2 separate regions of the Drosophila melanogaster genome follow, and region 1 is linked to region 2. Evidence: chromatin contacts called from public HiChIP or PLAC-seq data. All regions are on one chromosome and are shown on one strand. Each heading gives the region's core, a stretch centred on a gene start, on an enhancer-like site or on the middle of the called end of the contact. The rest is flanking DNA. Distances are from core to core; before and after follow the strand shown.

Region 1 (5,918 bases), core at 1,152-3,651, 1.3 Mb after region 2:
TGCAGGAAGTCGCAGCAGGCATCTCGCACATCCGTGAGCTGGAGCAGGTTGGCGGCGGTCAAGAGGACTTGCACGTTATCCTCGTTTACCTCCACCGTGGCAGTGTATACGTAGTCGATGAGCAGCTCCAAGGCCCGAGCATCGACACTCTGGAGGGTGATCCTCGCCTGCCGCGACTCCTCGAAACTGGTGAACATCGCATAGAAGTACGGACTGCAGGAGGCCAGCACCATGCGGTGAGCGTGGATCTCCACATCGTCGGCCACCAATATCACATCACAGAGCTGTTTTTGTCTGTTATAGGTAAAAATATATATATATCAGATTTGATACATTTTTTTGTACGCAGTAAATTGGTTAGTAACCGTCATGTATCGACAATATTGAGACTTTGAAATCCACTAGCAATAGATCGTTTTGATTGCCAAATAAACAGTTTAAAAGCGTGCTAAATATCTTCAAGGCTGGTATGTATGTTTGTAAACAAAAGTGCTTGAATTTTTTCAAGAGGAAAATATTTTGTTTTGTAAAAAGAGACGGGGATGCTATTAACTGTGCAAATTATGGCGCCATTAAATGATGATGACTACTCGAAAAGACTAAGATCTTTTGTCTTCAAAATCGTAAGGTGTTATAATTATAACCCAATAAAAAAAATCTCATAGAATATACACCTCACGAAATATTTGTGTGATTCAATTCCCAATCAAAAAGCAATCCACATTACAACGCTCGGCTTACTTTTTGGGTTATACCACATTCACTTTCGCGCCGAATACGATATGATTGGTCCGAAAAAAAAAACTCGTTTTATGTAAGCTACCAATAAATTTTCCATACGCCCAGTAGTTTTCCAAAAAGTAAGCAAAGGCGGAGACGCGGAAGCGGAATCGAAATGCGATTCGAAAACGAATATCATTTTTGGCCGCAACCAAGTTCAAGGTCGTGGCCCAATGCGAAACCCGAAGGCGTAAGCAACTCATCATAATAAAAACTAGACAATAATTAATGCGAATGGCCCCACGACAAAAGCGGCGGCAAATATTCGTTTATACATATGTAGTGTGCAAACACAAATATTAGCAACGGCCAGATAAACAAAGCGAACTGCGCAAATATGCGAGAGACGATCATCTGACATTTTCAGAGATTTTATTTTCGCATCTTGGCCCAAATCTCAAAGCTCGAGAGCCAGTCGGTCCACCTGTTCCCGTCGAACACGCAGGGATTGAATCATGCGCCTTTGTCCGGGAACAGAGGAGATGAGTTTATAATAGAGTGTAGTTAGCACAGTTCTATTTATATTAAGTTGAGGTAGGTCGTCATATTTAACAACTGAAAGTTTTAGTGGTAGAAACTCAGATCAGCTTGTTTTGTCAAGGAAATAGTAACTGGGAAATAGCTGACACCTTTTTAGAACCTGAACGAACGTTCAGCTGGTTTGCTGTTGAGCAAACAAATGACATTTGAAACATTTTTCGAACCGTTGTAGGTGTGCTTATTTACATAATCAGGCTATAAAATCACATAGATCTAATTCTGCATATCATTAAAAGTCCTATGTGGGTGCTGTGTGTTCTATTCTCCAGGGCAGGTACAAAATAACCAATGTTCTACCTAAGGTTTTTAAAACCTCTCACAGGTAGGAATTAGGATATAATACTATTTGTGGATCTAAATATACTGCCTTAAGGTCTTTAGAAACCCTGGCTACTTCTTTATGATGCTTAAGGACTTAACCAAATTTTATAGTCGTACGAACTGATCCTTCGACAGGATCTCGTGCCATCCTTACTTTCTCATCTCGTTCATGGCGTCGAAGGAGCGCGCCGTATGCTGTTCATTGCTGTACTGCCCCACAGTGCCGCGCTCCTTGCCATTTGGCCGCTGGACGTGCTTCTGGGAGCTCTCGTCCAGGGAGTTCTGGCTGGCGTAGCGCAGAAGGCAGCTGCCCCGCTCCAGGCCACTTCCCTCGGCGGCGGGATTCTGATGGTGGTGGTGCTGCTGCTGTTGCTGCTGCAGCAGGCGGTTGCGCTGCTGCATGGCTGCCACGCCCACTGCGGCACCTAGTCCGGGCGGTGGCGCCACGAACTCCGCTCCCGCTCCGCCTTCATTCTGTGCTGGTTGTTGTGGGTTCTGACCCTGTTGTTGTTGCTGCTGCTGCTGGTTGTTGTTGTTGCTGTTGCCATTGCTTAGGTTGCTCATAATACCGATCGTATATTTGGTTAGCAGCGCACTCAGAGCTATCATCCGAAACGGATCGGAAACGGAAGTCGCAGCGAATCGAAGGTGCCTCGCCTGGTCCGAAAAAACAAACCGAGGTGGTGAAAAATTGTACACTTTTTGGACGCGACCAGAGCAGTGTGACCAGCCTCGGGTTGGTCGCAAGTTACCACTAGCGATGAATACTCATCGATAGTCCGATAGGCATTTTCAACCAGTTCTCACTGAGCTGGCTTTGTTTCCAACTATAAAATTAATGATAAAGTCATTTAATTTTTGAATTTTTGTAATTCACTTGAATTACATCTTAAATATGACCTCTCCCCTTTAATTTTTATTTATACGTACGTTTCAAAAAGTGTGATTTTTAAATTGATATACAAACTAATATTCCACATTTACCTAAACTTAAAAAAAGCATACCTAATTCATCTTATAAAAATATATAAATAAAATTGCAAAAAGATTACAAATATGCGACACAGAATTCATTAAGATTGCATATTCGAATTCCATAAAAGAAAGTAAAAAAGGTTTAGTTCAGCATAATCTTGATAGAATATCTATAGATATTTTATAGATATAAAATAAAATAAATAGAAATCTATAGATTTTAGTTGATTACTCTCATTTTATAAAGAATTCACGACTTTATAATGAAAATAACGAATGAGTTAAACATTCATTTGTTAAAGATATTAAAATACATCAATCATTTGGGTTGATTATGATTCCACACTTCTGATTCAAAACACACTTTGAGATTTTTTCTAATATCTTGATCAACTTTATTTGTTTGACTCTTTTTTCGATTTTGTTTTTGAATATTGATACGCATGCTCATCAACATGTGAGATATGTAAAATACATTAAATAGGTATTGGAAACAACTGCTTATTGAATGTTTACGAATAACAGCAACCACCTAGGTAGGAATACATGATTTATAATTCATTATATTAATATAGCTACAGCTTAATGCGAAAATCGGTAGTATTTACAAATGCTCTACACGTGTACAACTGACGGGTTTTTTCTTTTTAAACAAAGCACTCGCTTGCGAACGAAATCACTTCGAATAAATAAATAAAGTATATTCATAAATAGGCGAAAATTACATTTGGAAATTTGGCTAATGAGAGAGTTTTACACTAACTAAGCTGCATTCGTATCTCGTATTTACACGTAACAGTAACACATCATTTAGATTCCATACTTCAAATAAATACAATGAAATATTACAAGAATACCAGCGATTACGAAAAGCTCGATTGGCCCTTCTTTTTGCAATACTTATGTGTGTAGGAGAGAGGGTTGCTTTAGATAATAATACTTAGTTTATAGTACAATTAGCTAACTGCGATTTCGATTCTACATTCTACCAGCTCGCTTTCAAGAGTGCCACAACTCAAAAATCCGTCCGAGCTGCATTCCAATAGGTGAGATATATATGGTGAACATTTGGTTTTTGATCCATGACAGTCTTGTAGTAGCGAGCTAGCGATTTTGTTATGTGGCTTCGCGTTTGATCTTTTAACTTATGGTGGCGGCACACGCTGCACTGGGATTGTCTCAGTTTGAGTTTTGGTTTCTGGGTTCTGTTTGCCCCTCCGTCCACGTCCTGATCCTCAGGAGGAGTTGGAGTGACGCTCCGGCGTGGCGACAGTCTTCTGGTAGCAATTCAGATTGGCCGACATCCGACCAAAGGCGGCTGCCATGCGGTTGGGCAGCCTGCTGAGGTGCTCCTGAAGATTGGACGATCTGGATGAGGACGGAGCCGATGGGCCCGACGCCGTGGTGACCTGCTGCAGCTGGGCCACCACCTCGGCGTGCTGAACGTAGGAGACCCGTATGTTGACCCCCTCGTCGTCGTCCTCGTCCACCTCGCTGCCGCTCTCCACGTCCTCGTAGTAGGTGAAGCCCACCTGCTGCTCCTCCCGCTATACATTGCCGTAGTACGGCATCGGGGTGTTCTGGTCGATGGGCTTGACGCGCAGCTTCTGCTTGTAGTGATACTCCTTAAGGTAGCTCTTCAGCCGACCGGGCAGCTCCATCTGGTTGATCCCGTCGTAGCTGGTGTTGGACACAATGGTCGCCCGGGAGAGCTGCTGCAGGGAGAAGGTCTGCCTTCTGTGCAGGGGTATCGTCAGGCAGGGCTCGAAGAACATCACGCAGGCGGGGTCCTTGTAGTGCTCCAAAAGTCCTGTCACCGTGGGCGCCGTGAACACACACGGATCGTGGCAGTCGAAGCTGTAGAAGAATGGATATCGTTAGTCACCAGTTTGGATTTCAAGGTGCTGTGGAATTTCGAGTTTTGAAATATTTAAAAAGTTTAAATGAACAAATGTTGGATTTTCAACAAGTGCTGTCTTCAAGTCTAACATTGTTGCGATAAAATGAACTCATTACAGGCAGCGACGACTCATCAATATAATTTAATCGGAATTACCAGGAATTGTCTATCATATTTCAATGACTCGCCCATGCATGTCAGCTGCGGATTCCGAGAAATCCGTTGAGATAAGGACTAGTGCTCACCTGAACTTGTGACCGCTCTGCTCGATGCGAGCGTGCAGTGACCTGCCGTACTTCCGGAATGTGACCGAGAAGAGGAACTCCTCCTGGGCGGAGTCGCGCAGCAGGAACGTGCCCTCCGGCTTGCCCTCGAGCAGGTGCTCCGCCTCGTAGCGGTCCATCTTGCCCCAGTAGAAGCTGCTGTTCGTGATCTTCTCGAGATCGGGAACCAGGCAGTGCATGAAGTCGATTTGCGAGTGCACGGTCATGTTGCGGGCGGCTCCGATTCCGGCATGGCCAGCCCCTCCGGCGGGGGCGACCGTGGCCAGGGGACGTGGCCGGGGCGGAGTCTGGGGCGACTGGGGGGCGGGCTCGGTGACCACAGTTACGCGGCCGCCATTGGGCGACTCGACCACGAAGCCCGGCGATGTGATCCGAATGATGAGCTGATGATGGTGATGGCTGGCGTCCGGAACGGCGACGGAATTTCGTATCCTTTGGCTCTGCATCCGGCGCTGTGAGCCACCACTCGATGTGCCCAGCGTGGGCGGTGTGGAGCGGCGGTCAGCTGTCCGGGATTTCCTCGGAACCATCGCCACCACCGCAGCGGCATCCTTTTTATTGCTCACGGAACTGCTGCTGCTCGGCAGCATATCCCTTAATCCTCGGATGGCGTCGCGGCACTTGCACTTGCAGCATCGTCGCTTCGAGGATGTGGATGTGGACACGGATGTGGATGCGGATCCGGAGGCGGAGGATGTTGCTGCTCCCATTGAAAGTGCTTTACTGCTGCGACTGCGGCAGCAACTGTTGCTATTATTGCTTCTGGAAACTGTTTTTTCGGAGAACAAAATTTATTATTAATTTGATTCACTTTAAATTTGATGAGATTAGGTCGGATTCTCTTCTATATTGGTCAGCTGTGCACAGCGAAAAATCCCTTGATCATACTATACATTTCGTCGAATTCATTGAACTGAACAGAAAGTGGCATTTCCAACGTTTCACTTTCATGAAATTTTTTGGTGAGTAATTCGAAATTATTATGGTTCTGTTCTGAATTCTAGGCAGTAGTTAGATTGTTTTGATTAGCTTTTACTCACTTTAAAAAGTTCATGATGTCACTACTTGATTGGATTTCATCACTTGGTTAAATTTTTGAAATCACACAACTGAATCTT
Region 2 (5,718 bases), core at 487-2,986:
AAACTATGGTCCTATGTGCAGACGAATATGTGGTGCCGTCAGACTTATTATCAAAAGAATCCGCGGGAGCGTCGACCAAGCATAACTTTGGCGGAACTAAGTATGTTGAGATCTCTCAACGGAATGTCATATATTAAAAATTCATCTTTCATCCAGAAAAAGGAGTTTTGAATGGAGGTGAAGAAGACGAGGACGTTTCCAAGCTGGTGCAATATCCTGATAATCTCACATACAAGGATCTCCTGTACTTCCTTTGCGCGCCCACTCTCTGCTATGAGTTGAATTTCCCGCGAACTTCTCGCGTGCGCAAACGCTTTTTGCTGAAGCGTTTATTGGAGGTGGTGATTGGAGTGAATGTGGTTATGGCCTTGTTTCAACAATGGATCATTCCATCGGTTCGGAACTCCCTGATTCCGTTCTCCAATATGGACGTGGCCTTAGCCACTGAGCGACTTCTTAAACTTGCGGTTGGTAGAGTGAAAATTATAAAACGTTTGAGTATTATTTAATAATTTTTCTTTAATTAGCTACCCAATCATCTTTGCTGGCTCTGCTTTTTCTATCTAATGTTCCACTCTTTTCTTAATGCGGTCGGCGAACTGCTGAATTTTGCAGATCGCAATTTTTATTGTGATTGGTGGAATGCGAATAACATTGACACCTTCTGGCGTACATGGAACATGCCAGTTCATAGGTGGTGCGTGCGTCATCTCTACATCCCTGTGGTCCAAATGGGATATTCCTCAAGACAGGCCTCTACTATTGTCTTTCTTTTCAGTGCCGTCTTCCATGAATATTTGGTATGAGGGTTGATATTTAGAATTTCAAATTTTGTACAATAATATAATTTATATTTTCAGGTTTCAGTTCCTTTGCAAATATACAAGATCTGGGCATTTATGGGCATGATGGGTCAGATTCCCCTATCGGCCATATCCAAATCCATTGAAAAGAAACTGGGTCCCCGAATGGGCAATATAATCGTGTGGGCTTCCATTATTCTTGGTCAGCCTCTGTGCATAATGGCCTATTATCACGATTATGTCGTCCAGCATTTCAAAAACTCGCTCAACGGCACCGACTACAGTAGTTAGGTTTCAAAAAAGGTTAACATTTAAAAATGGAGCAACACTGAAATATCTGCATCGGTCGGGTCCGTGTACTTTTCGTAATTTATAAGCCAGAATGCAAGTTAAGAAGGAAACTTGTGATTGCCAATTTACAAAGCATATTTTGTATGACTTTTGCACATGCATGTAGTACTGATTAACACAAATAGATTGTTATTGAATGCATTTGTTAATGAATTTAAGTGTCATGTAAATAAATCAAATTTTAAACTAAATAAAATGTTTTTAATTTTTAAATTATATGAAACGAAAAAAATGTAATTATTAAGCTCTTTGTTCGATAGTTCCTTCCCTAGAATACACGATCTATCGATTGTTTATGCGGCATATGGTCACACTTCATCGCTGCCCAAGCCAAAACAGACAATTTTTTTTCCTATATTTCAAGTAACATTTGTCGATCATATGTGAGCTTAATATAAGTAATATTTTCGTGTCAGTTGGCTCTACAAACTCGGCGTAACTGTGGCCCCACACTCGATCCGGCTATTGCGGTAAGATCCAATGATTCGCAAATTTCTGCGTCGGCTTCTTCGCAACGCCCGGCTCTGCACGCATACATATTCGCTGTTTGGCCAGTGTGTATATATGTGTCGCTGTCTGATTAGTTTGCGCCAGTGTGTGTGTGCAGCTCGTGCTGGGTCTGAAATTTTTTTCTACATCGCTTCTCGCATGAGGCAATAGTTAATTCTGAAAGGGAAACCAATTTTAAAGGGTGACAAAAATGTTATTAATTTCCAGAACCCTTTGGAGAAGTCATCAGCGCCTTCAGCTGCAACAGCAACTCGTGCACAGTGCATCCAGTGGAGGTTTCTTGGCGGATAGGCACATTCGGCATCGAAGCACCCCGGACTCGTTGTTCTCGGCGAAAGAACCGGCTGATTGCGGTCACGTAAGTTCTCGTGAATCACGAACTAGCCATTCGTGTTGTCCATGTCCAATCCTTAATCCATATGTTCGGTTTGCAGATCATGAGTGGCAGATATCGCGGTGGAGGCGGCGGTCGATTTGGTGGCCGTGGTGGCGGAGGCTATGCAGATGGTGGCGGCTACAATGACTTCGACAACTACCGTGGTGGCGGAGGACCAGGCTTCAATGACAACTTTGGACCAGGTCCCGGACCAAATCCTTTCAACAGTAAGTAGATAGCACTTAAAAGTAGCATCTTTAGTGGAATTGGTCCAACTGGTTATAAATATCTTGCATAACGAATAGACAGTTTACAAAAACACTTATTTATTTTTTTTTACTTACATAGATATATTACATAAAATATTATTTTCACTCTTACATTTCCAGTGGGTGGTCCCAACATTTCTGGCAATGAGTTAATGCAGCTGATGAGTGCCATGGCCAGCAACTTCAATATGAATTCACAGCCCCCGCAGCCAATGCGCCAGAGTTGCGGCGAGTTGCGCAATCACCATTGCGGATTATTTGTTGAGCTGTCCGGCAGGCTCATTAAGAAGCGGGTGAATCGGTTTGCGGAGCTGCGCGACCGCAATGGCGGTGCATGCCAGCTTGTGGTTCTGGAAGACAAGCATCCGCGAGTGGCACGGCGCATGAACAACATGCCAGAGAACACAACACTAACTATTGTGGGCCTGGTCATGCGGCGACCACACAATTCGTGCAATCAAACAATGCCAACGGGCGAGATCGAAGTGGAGGTGCAGGACATACTTAACATTCATTTCCCGGCAGGCGGTACCAAAAGAGCTGGTGACAAGCGCACATACAGCACAATGGTGCAGCAGCAGAGTAATCTTGGGATTACCAGCACCGAGTACAAGATAGCCAGTAAGTGGGAAAGTGTTTAAGTACTGGTTTATGAGTAACATAATATTTTTATTGTCTTTTACAGAGAACGAGAATATATTGAAGTATTTTGAAAACCGTGATCTCACCTGCAACGATCTAAGGCGCGACGATGTCGGAAAGACAGTGACTTTGGTTGGTTGGATTCCCTCTACCAAAAACAACAAATTCTTGCAGCTCAAAGATGGTTATGGCCAAACGCAACTAATGATCGAGGATCAGTCGGTAATGAACAAAACGATATGATAGTTTCATCAAATTGACTATTTTCAATGTTTATTTTCAGCTTAGCGACACATTTCTTTCAACACCTGAGCAGACAGTTATCCAAATAGTGGGCAAAGTTCTGGGGAGACCAAAAGCTAATGTTAATTTGGTAAGAACTTATAATATCCATCGATTTGTAAAATAAATCAATTAAATTCCCTTTAGAAATATGATACTGGTGAGGTGGAAGTCAGTGTAACTAGCGTAAAAGTTCTCAATCCGGACGATCCCTACGATGGTCCTATTAAGGCCAAAGAGAAGAAACAAAAGTTTTCCATTGATGATCTTGAGGCTGAGGAGGCTGCCGCCGAAGCATCCGCCAATCTTACCAGCAATAATGGAGAATCCACGGAAGACAGCGCGGAAGCAAGTACCACTGCTAATGCCTCTTTAATTGCCGAGCAACGAGCCAAGGTGGCCGATACCAACAAGTTTGCCGACCGCACTCATAACTGCGGGGAACTAACCTCCAATGATATCAACGAAAAAGTAGTCATATGCGGCTGGTTGGAGTTCCAGCGCATGAACAAATTCTTCATACTTCGGGATGCTTATGGACAAACTCAGGTACTGTTGTCACCGAAAACATATGGTTTGGAAGAATACGCAGAAACAGGCGTGCCCATTGAGTCAATTGTTCGAGTTGAGGGTACAGTGATTCCCCGTCCAGCGGCTACAATAAACCCCAAAATGCAAACTGGACATGTTGAGGTAGAAGCGGATAAAGTGGTTGTTCTCAATCCGGCAAAGAAAAATCTTCCGTTTGAGATCCGAAAGTTTAATCGTGCTGGCGAACGCTTGCGGCTTACTCATCGGTATCTGGATCTACGATTTAATGATATGCAGCATAATCTGCGCCTTCGATCGGCTGTTATAATGAAAATGCGAGAGTATCTTATAAACTATCTGGGTTTCGTCGAAGTGGAGACACCAACACTCTTCAGACGAACGCCAGGCGGAGCTCAGGAGTTTGTAGTACCCACTCGCAAAGCGGGCCACTTTTATTCGCTCGTACAGAGTCCGCAGCAATTCAAGCAGATGCTGATGTCCGGTGGAATTGACAGATACTTCCAGGTGGCCCGTTGCTACAGGGATGAAGCGACGCGTCCAGATCGTCAGCCGGAGTTCACCCAGTTGGATATTGAGCTATCATTTACCAGCAGGGATGATATCATGCAACTGATTGAGGAGACTCTGCGTTATTCCTGGCCCAAAGATTTTCCGCGTCTGCAAACACCGTTCCGTCGTATTACTTATGAGGAGGCAATGGAAAAGTACGGAAATGACAAGCCGGACACTCGGTTTGGTTTTCTGTTAAACAACGTGTCGGAAATCATCGAAAAGAGCGATGAATTCAAGGAAAAATACGATGATCTTGGCGCTTATGCCATTGTAGTGCGAGCCAGTGAAGCCTTTTGGAATGGAGCTGCCCGAAAGCATTACGAAAGCCTAGGCAAGGAGTTCAAGGGTACGTTGTTCGTGCGCAAATTTGGCCCAACAAAGGATGTGCAGGAGAAACTGGGAAAGCTACTAGGCGAAGATGTAGCTACAGAGGTCGCCGATAAGTTCGACCTTGAGGAGAACGATCTCCTTTTCTTGGGCATTGGATCAAAAGTGGAAACTGTAAGAAATTTTGTAGTAAATTAAGTAAAATGTATAATATTTGTTGTCTTAATCCACCTACAGCGCGAATTGTTGGGTCGCATCCGACTGGACTATCAAGACTTTCTGGTGGAAAATGCCAAAATAAAGAAGCCTAATGACTTCCGCTTCCTTTGGGTGATCGATTTCCCGTTGTTCGAGCGAAATCGTGAGACTAATCAGTTGGAGAGCGTTCACCACCCGTTTACCCTGCCACATAGTGATGATCTAGAAAATTTCGCCACTAGCTGCGAAAACTTGGAGAGCATACGCTCCCAGGCTTACGATTTGGTGCTGAACGGCCAGGAAGTCGGAGGCGGTTCAATTCGCATCCATGATCGAGACATGCAGCACTTTATATTGGAACAGATTCTGAAAATCCCGCATGATCATTTGTCGCACTTACTGAGCGCATTGGAGTCTGGATGCCCGCCTCATGGAGGCATTGCTTTGGGCTTGGATCGCTTGATTGCCATTTTATGCCGTGCGCGATCCATACGCGATGTGATTGCATTCCCCAAGTCACTCAATGGGCGTGATCCCCTTTCAAACGCACCAGTTCCCATTTCCGATGAGGAGATGAGGCTGTACCACCTTTCTGTGGTAGATGAGGAAGAGCCCAGCACAAATAACACGTCACACGAACAGGAGGACGACGATCCCGATCAAGAACGTGCTCCTCCATCCCCGATGTCGGCGACTAGCGAATCCGAGCAGCCGCAAATTAATGTAGATATTAAGCAGGAGCCCGAAGGTCTGAATGAGGATTTTGCTCCTGAATCCCCCGCAACCAAATCGACAGTAAAAGCTGATCCCGATGAACCCTCACCATCTAACCCCCTGGCATCGGAGGCTGCTACGC

What was found. HiChIP or PLAC-seq counts read pairs in DNA pulled down with a chosen protein or histone mark.
Region 1: a contact with region 2 is called in a POLR2A S2P HiChIP or PLAC-seq map of the Kc167 cell line, with 7 times the contacts expected there. The contact joins the promoter of kel here to the promoter of AspRS-m in region 2. A contact is called at or near these places in 12 of 107 Hi-C or Micro-C datasets (the D17-c3 cell line, the Kc167 cell line, the ML-DmBG3-c2 cell line and 6 more) and 1 of 6 datasets of contacts at active chromatin or transcription factors (the Kc167 cell line).

Annotation. Positions count from the first base shown.
Region 1 is chr2L:18,135,682-18,141,599 of dm6, forward strand. It overlaps kel (kelch), which reads right to left and starts at 2,402. Exons shown (of 6, transcript NM_165242.2): 1 at 1,796-2,402; 2 at 1-294. The coding sequence starts at 2,250. It overlaps Socs36E (Suppressor of cytokine signaling at 36E), which reads right to left. Exons shown (of 4, transcript NM_165243.3): 3 at 4,762-5,569; 4 at 2,994-4,473. The coding sequence ends at 4,164.
Region 2 is chr2L:16,825,623-16,831,340 of dm6, forward strand. AspRS-m (Aspartyl-tRNA synthetase, mitochondrial) reads left to right here and starts at 1,737. Exons shown (of 8, transcript NM_001273590.1): 1 at 1,737-1,771; 2 at 1,872-2,022; 3 at 2,099-2,267; 4 at 2,430-2,930; 5 at 2,995-3,173; 6 at 3,235-3,324; 7 at 3,381-4,838; 8 at 4,902-5,718. The coding sequence starts at 2,102. mdy (midway) reads left to right here. Exons shown (of 10, transcript NM_165195.3): 7 at 1-100; 8 at 157-467; 9 at 528-800; 10 at 861-1,342. The coding sequence ends at 1,094.